Regions from separate parts of the Mus musculus genome. Here region 2 is linked to region 1. The links are chromatin contacts, called in public HiChIP or PLAC-seq maps. All regions are on one chromosome and are shown on one strand. Each heading gives the region's core, a stretch centred on a gene start, on an enhancer-like site or on the middle of the called end of the contact. The rest is flanking DNA. Distances are from core to core; before and after follow the strand shown.

Region 1 (3,160 bases), core at 315-2,814:
TCTATTTCAGGGAAGGAAATCACACAAGAAAGGAGAAACGTTCCTCTTGTTTCCGAGACAAGAAGACTCACAGGATCTACTTTGTACCTAAGAGGCAGAAGGGTCTCCCCCACACGTACCTGCTCTTTGACTTCAATGCTATGCTCCCCTTCCAGTATCAGAGTGACAGCTTGCATAATCTGCTTCCCATGAGTACTCATGATTTTATCTATATGCTGCAAAACAATGGGAAATCCACAATTACCATCTGCGAGACAGAGCAAAAGACCACAGGAGGCCTTTTTTCTTTTGGTTTAGTTTATTGAGAGGGTCTCATGCAGCTGATCAAGATCTTGAATTCTTGCCAGTGTCTTAGCACTGAGATTGAAGGCCGTGTAAACAACGCCTGACTTACACAACATTTGTCAACATTACATGATGCACAACTGCTTCAAGCAGAACAATATAGCATACAAAGCCAGGTTCCAAAGACAAGTGTTTATTGTTATTCTAAAGCTGCCCCCGCTCTATGTGTATGTATGTACATGTGTGTTTATGTGTGCATGTATGTATGTATGTCTTATATATGTGTGTGTGTGTGTGTGTGTGTACTATAAAAGAACTAAAAGCAATGAGAATCAAGAAGCACAAAACGAGGAATAAGAGCAAAAGACATGGAAACTATGCCGTAGGTCACTACTATAGTCTTAGAGTGCAAGTGTGGTCAGAAGGATTGAAAAGACAGAAAGGCAGAGAAGGGGCCTCCTGTTCTCTCTCTACCTGAGTCACTGATGATGACAGCCAGGGACTATCAGAGAATGCCAACAGTGACCCACTAGCCAGGCTCAGCCTCTCATACTCTCTCATGCACCATTTCTCACCACAATGACATCAACATGTAAGCAAGTGATAGATGTGTCTGTGGAATGATATTGAAAGGAATTTTCAAATAAGAAACAGGCCTCAGAGACAATGCTCTGGGCTGAAGAGAAGACGCACTCTGGTCAGCAAACCACACAACAGTAGTGATACGTCAAGACAGGTACACACTGAACATGGAGAGAGGGAGCCCTGACAAGGAGACAGCGATGGTGGGTGGAGGATTATACAGGGTGGTGGTTCCCCGATCACCCACCCATGTGAACTTGCTTCTCTGCAATGGTCAGCATTTTGCGTACACTCACAGATGCCAAGCACTGCATTGAGCTCAGATGGAATCATATGTTACTTACAGGCCGAGTGGAGAGGAGATTTCTAAGAAGCCCCAATGTCTTCATCAGCACATTCATATCAGAATCTGACAATAACCGGAATAACTGTTCAGTACTCAGACTTCGTAAAATATCTGCTTTTATTTTTTGTTCCGCCTGAAATGCCATATTCTGAAATAATTAAAGAAATTACAAGAATCATGTTTATGGTCACTGAATTAAATTTTATTTTAATAAAACTCAAAGCACAGAAGGAAGTTGGATTGGTCACTCAATTTTTCTCGTTCCTTTTCATCATCTATAGAGAGCACTAACAACCATGCTTAGCTATACCATACGAGGAATATAACCACTTCCTGACATGGGCATTTGAACAAACACAAACTCACTTATTACCTCTGAGAACGCCTTGTCACACAGGAAACTCTCAATGGGTTGGAGGTATGCCCTGGCTATTAGCAGCTCAGCCAGCCAGTGGCTACTTTGTTTCTACTTATTTTTTAGTTCATATACTAGACTAGCTCAGTTTACTTCAAGCTCTATGTTGAAAGAAAAAAATAGCAAATGCCAAACAGCACTTCATAAGCAAACATTTGCTAGAAAATTTTCTTATAAGTTGGTGGCTTATATGTTAGCTATTGCCCTCTAGACAGGTATTCATTCTGATTAAGCAACTGAGACCTATCGGAGAACAAGATTATCAATGATACAGGACAATATGACAGTCAAAATAACACTTGCTGGCCATCGGAGACCCAGGCCAAAGGTAACCCTACAGCTTTATGTTTTGTGAACAGAGGTCATAGAGCTGGATATGGAAACTGATTAGAATAAGACAGATTGCAAGATGAGGTGAGTCATTTGGTGTCCAGCAAGTCAGGGAGCCCTCAACTCAAGTCCCACAGACTATTTAAGTGAGAGTTCTGGGGAGCAGAACACGTGTACACACACAGGATTCTGAGTAAGCTCTCCTGTTGAAGGGTAAAGAAACTGACACTGGGAGATCAGTCCTGAAGAGGAGCTAAGGTAAAATTGATGGTGGTAGAAACTTTCAAAAGGCCTGGGGGTGCTTTGAGAAGAGCTACAAGTTGTACTAAGGAGAAATACCACTAAGAAATAATCAGAGATTATTATTTCTGTCCCTCAGTTCATGTCAGTAACTCAGGAGATACAGCATGGACACACATCCCAGGCCCACTTTCCCACCAGTAAGGTAGATACAACTGAATGAACAAGGGACAGCACAGACCAGCAACAGGGCTCAGTTAGGTAAAGACACAGAGCACATGATCTGAGCCGGACTCACCCAACTCTCCCCCAAAGTTGTCCTGTTACCTCTGGCATGTGTGCACACCCCCCAACTAAGTAAATGTAATCAAATACTGATTTTAAAATAGCAGTTACAAATATAAAGTATCTAGATTTGGTCTGATACACAGCAACTAAATTGTAAATAATCTTAGTAGTATGTTTTTGAAAGTCCATGAAGGTTTACTCCTTATAAAAATTCAATGATGTTTACTTTAATAATCTTGAGAAGAATGGTTCTGCCTCCTAACTTAATAAACTATTATTAAGTTTACTAGAAACTGTTCAATTACTATTTGGCAAGGTAACTATTCTACAAAATATGCTAACTACATGGGTGGCACTTACATTAGCTCAATTCAGCTACTTCAGAACAGCTATCTTTTAAACCATGTACACCATAAACATAAAATTTTATGTGTCAGAACAACAATTATTCTATGCTTTGGTTTACTATCTGTTCAGAAAGAAAAGAACATCAATACAAGCAAGCACGAAATATGCAGCTCCCAATGATCAGAGTATATTGGGAAGAACACAAACTTCTGTTCCCAGATGAGGGCATGCTATAGGGATAAACAACCCCTTTACAGCTCAACCGGAAAGACGAACATGGAATCTTTCAGGCCATAGGTCATGAGAAAACTGGACTGGGTTAGCTA
Region 2 (3,499 bases), core at 291-2,790, 71 kb after region 1:
TAAGACGGATCTGGGGCTAGATTTGTTGACCGTCTTCCAAAATTGCATTTTGCACTGTAGAGTGACTTCTGTCTTTTTGGGTAGCCAGCATGGCTCTAACCAGCCCTGACTGGAGTGATGTACCTAGTGCCTTTGAACACAAAAGTGTGTTTGTGTGAGAGTCAGGGAAGAGGAAAGAAACCGGTTGGAGTTGCAAGACTATAGGGAATCTGACAAGCCATCTATAATCCAACTGCCATCTCGGTAAGTCTCCACAGGTCTAAAAGATGATTCTTTGCCCGCCTATTTCTTTACTTCCAACAACAACTGAATCATTGGTAGGCTCTATTTGGAGTCCAACTGCTAAAATCTGTGGTCAAACCTCCCAGAGTTATCTCCCAACAACACTCATTCTTGTTCATTTCATTCCTGGTCCTGTTTTTTGTTTTTGTTTGTTTGTTTAAAGGACATTATAGCGGAAGGCGAAAGTCGCCTTCTTTGCTTTTTGTTGTTTCTTTTTAATTTAAGAAAAAAAAAACCCTGATATTTCTTCTAGGTATATCAATACGTTCCCTTCTTTCAAATACTGGGGGAACCTATTCTTTTTCATTCCGACTTTTTGGTCCCTCCTAAAATGTTTTGCTCTCCCTAAAGAAAAATCAAACACCGGACATTAGAAACATAGTTTCTCTAGTCTCGGAGCCCGGACCTCAACAGCAGAGCACAGCAAAGCGGTTTAAATAACCATACACAATAGCGCGAGTTGCAGCTGATGTGAAAACCTCCATTGCCAAGAAGCAAGCGGTGTTGGCAGGTGCCCTGGTGGTAGGGACTTGACAGAAGACGCACAGCCCTGGTCTGGCAGCTCTGTGCTGTGGCAGCTTAAGAGTTCGCACCTCTTCTAGCCACAGCCCTGGAGAGCGAAGTGGACTCTAGGTTCCAGGCCTGTCCTGAACCCTCGCAGGCAGCGAGCTCCGTCCCGAGAAGCAACAGCGCAGGGAGGAAGACGGGAGAAGGCTCGGCCAAACCCAAGCCGCGCCCATGGGCCGGCTGCCTGGAGCCCGACCTCCCCGCCGGCCGAACGGCCGCCGTCCTGGGAACCCGCACCGGTGGGAGCTCTCGAGTAGGAGACGCCTCCGACTCGGCCCGGGTCGCGTGCATCCCAGCTGAGGCCACCGCAGTGGGTGGTGCTCGGGAGGCTCAGGGCGCCGGGGTAATGCTGTGGGCAGGACCGGGGTTGCCCCGCGCCGGGCGGGTCACTCACCGAGAGGACGCTCATGCGGATTGGGGTCTCCAACAGGCACGCCATCTTGAGCCTTCCCACCCGGCTGCTGCCGGCGCCGGCGCGCGGCCGGCACTTTCGACAGCCACCTATGTGACCTGCAGCCGGAGCCTCTGTAGAAAGCCCAGGCAAGCTGCCCAGAACAGACCGCGCCCCAGGCGTCGCTCGAGCACCGAAGGGGCTGGGCAGAAGGGCGAGGGATTGGGAAACCGCGCCGGACCCCGGCTTACGAATCGTCCTCTCAGAAACAGCAGCTACTCTCGGCTGGGGTCAGAGGTGGGCGCGGGCAGCGGCCTCCGCATGCGCAGAAGCCTGCCTGCCCCACCTTCCGCGGGTGGGGGGCGGAGCCTCACCCTGGCTCGACGAGCTGTCCGCACTCTTAAATTTCAGTTTACAGGTTTTCTTTCCTAACCGCTAGTAGGTGGAGTTACTATCTACGGAGTCTGAAGTTCACTTTCACATTCATTATCTCACTCTACACCATTCCCTAGTTTCAGTATTCTCTCCCTCTTAAAGCTGGAGAAACTGGTCTCAAAACTAGGTCTTCTGCCTGCAATGAAAATCGCCTCACGCTTCAACAGTTAACTATGACCTGCTTTATTTAGCGTTGCGTGCCCGACCCACTTACTCTGGTATATTGGTAAGAACGGGTTCTCCACAGCCAGGACGCCTGGATTTAATCCTAGCTGCTTTTCGTTAGTGCCAATATTTTGGAAAGGTTCTTAGCCTCTTTATATTTATTTCACTTCTCCCGACTGTAAAATAAGGACTAATGAGAATAAATGGCCCAATAAACAACAACAACAACAACAAAAATGCCTGGAATGTGGAAAGCCTTACGTTGTCTGTGTGTTAGAATTATTTCCAGCCTTTAGGTCAAATGGGGGATGGAGAATTAAACTATGTGAATGTTTCCTACTAAAATATTCTGAAAGTAAAGCCATCCCTAATTCAGGTTGTTACCTCAACTCCACTCACCTCCCAGTGCTCTTTAAGTAAAAGCATATCTCTCCCATTGTTTCTCATTTCCTCCTGTACTTTAATGTCTACATTTATTGTATCACTTATCACCCTTGCTTATAAGTCTCTTACAAAGTGTTGCACTTCTGAAAGCCTGGAAGTTTAAGAGAACCCTGGTGCTGTAGCGGTATATCCTAAGCTCTGTAACTACAGTCTTTCCCACTCTTTACACAGGAATTATTACTCATTCAGTAATTTTATTTAAAGCCAGATTGAGCCCATTTAAGATTGTTAGCCTTGTCCTAAATCAAGTCTGTGAAATCAAATGTGTTGTATTCTTTTTTATTCTAGTACATATTACCATTCATAAATACATTTAAATGTTCATCTGTCCACCCATGTAACACCTAAAATCACGTCCTAGTATGCCTGCTACAACCAGGCAAATTGTAATTGTATATAGCACACAAAAGCATTGACAATTGTACAATAGTCTCTATATGTGTGAGCTATACCTCACCCAGAAACTCGGGCAATACATCTTCTAGGAAACCCCTCCCTCGAGGAAGAACTAGGTGACTCTCCCAACTCCATATATTTTCTTTAAAATGATTTTTCATTTATTTATTTATTGTGTGTGTGTGTGTGTGTGTGTGTGTATGTGGATTCACACATGTCCTGGCCAGAGGACAGCTTAGGAAGCAGGTTCTCTCGTTTCATCTTAGAGGTCCAAGGATCAGAGTCAAATCATCAGATTTAGTGGCAAGAGGTTTTACATTTTGAAACATCTCCCCAGCCTGCATCATGATTCCTTAATTTCAGGCATCAGTATGTTCCTGTAACATAATATCTCTAACAATATATTGCTTTATATATGTGTGTTTGTGTATGTGTGTGTGTTGATTATAGAGGTTTGGGAAAAGTAACTTTATACTAGTCATTTCAGGGAGACTACAAAAATTTTATCATCTTGGTTTTTTTTTTATCTTAATGCCTACCATAGGCATGTATTAAATGTTTGTTGAATAACCACTTTTTGCTTTGTTTCAGCCTGGGACAAGATAGAAGTATAGGCAGGTTATTTGGGAAGTACTTCCAGGGAACATAATTGGTGAATCTAAAAGGAGGGGGGTGGAACAAAATCTATATAAGAGTTTGCTATTGAGATCATTCTATATTCTTCAAGGGCCTCTGAGAAATAAATAGAACATCATGCTGGATTATCCATCTTGAGGCTGGAACATGTGTCCACCATTTTATTAGTTGAGGATTTCCCTT

Evidence for each region. HiChIP or PLAC-seq counts read pairs in DNA pulled down with a chosen protein or histone mark.
Region 2: a contact with region 1 is called in an H3K27ac HiChIP or PLAC-seq map of the HPC-7 cell line, with 5 times the contacts expected there. The contact joins the promoter of Armc8 here to the enhancer-like site in region 1. A contact is called at or near these places in 5 of 39 promoter capture datasets (the C10 cell line, the HPC-7 cell line, HPC-7-derived erythroid cells and 2 more), 4 of 484 Hi-C or Micro-C datasets (liver, macrophages, nephron progenitors and 1 more), 6 of 115 datasets of contacts at active chromatin or transcription factors (the HPC-7 cell line, the SCID.adh cell line, bone marrow-derived macrophages and 2 more) and 4 of 9 other capture datasets (adipose tissue, embryonic stem cells, liver and 1 more).

The regions. Positions count from the first base shown.
Region 1 is chr9:99,496,032-99,499,191 of GRCm38.p6, forward strand. Armc8 (armadillo repeat containing 8) reads right to left here. Exons shown (of 22, transcript NM_028768.3): 17 at 1,212-1,361; 18 at 120-215. Among named protein-coding and RNA genes, the nearest start is that of 1600029I14Rik, 27 kb to the left of the region's middle. Within about 2 kb of position 1,565, at least 4 of the 459 cell types and tissues checked have an H3K27ac peak or open chromatin away from gene starts, as enhancers often do. A contact at or near this core is called in the HPC-7 cell line, where this site is marked.
Region 2 is chr9:99,567,359-99,570,857 of GRCm38.p6, forward strand. Armc8 (armadillo repeat containing 8) reads right to left here and starts at 1,541. Exons shown (of 22, transcript NM_028768.3): 1 at 1,244-1,541. The coding sequence starts at 1,288.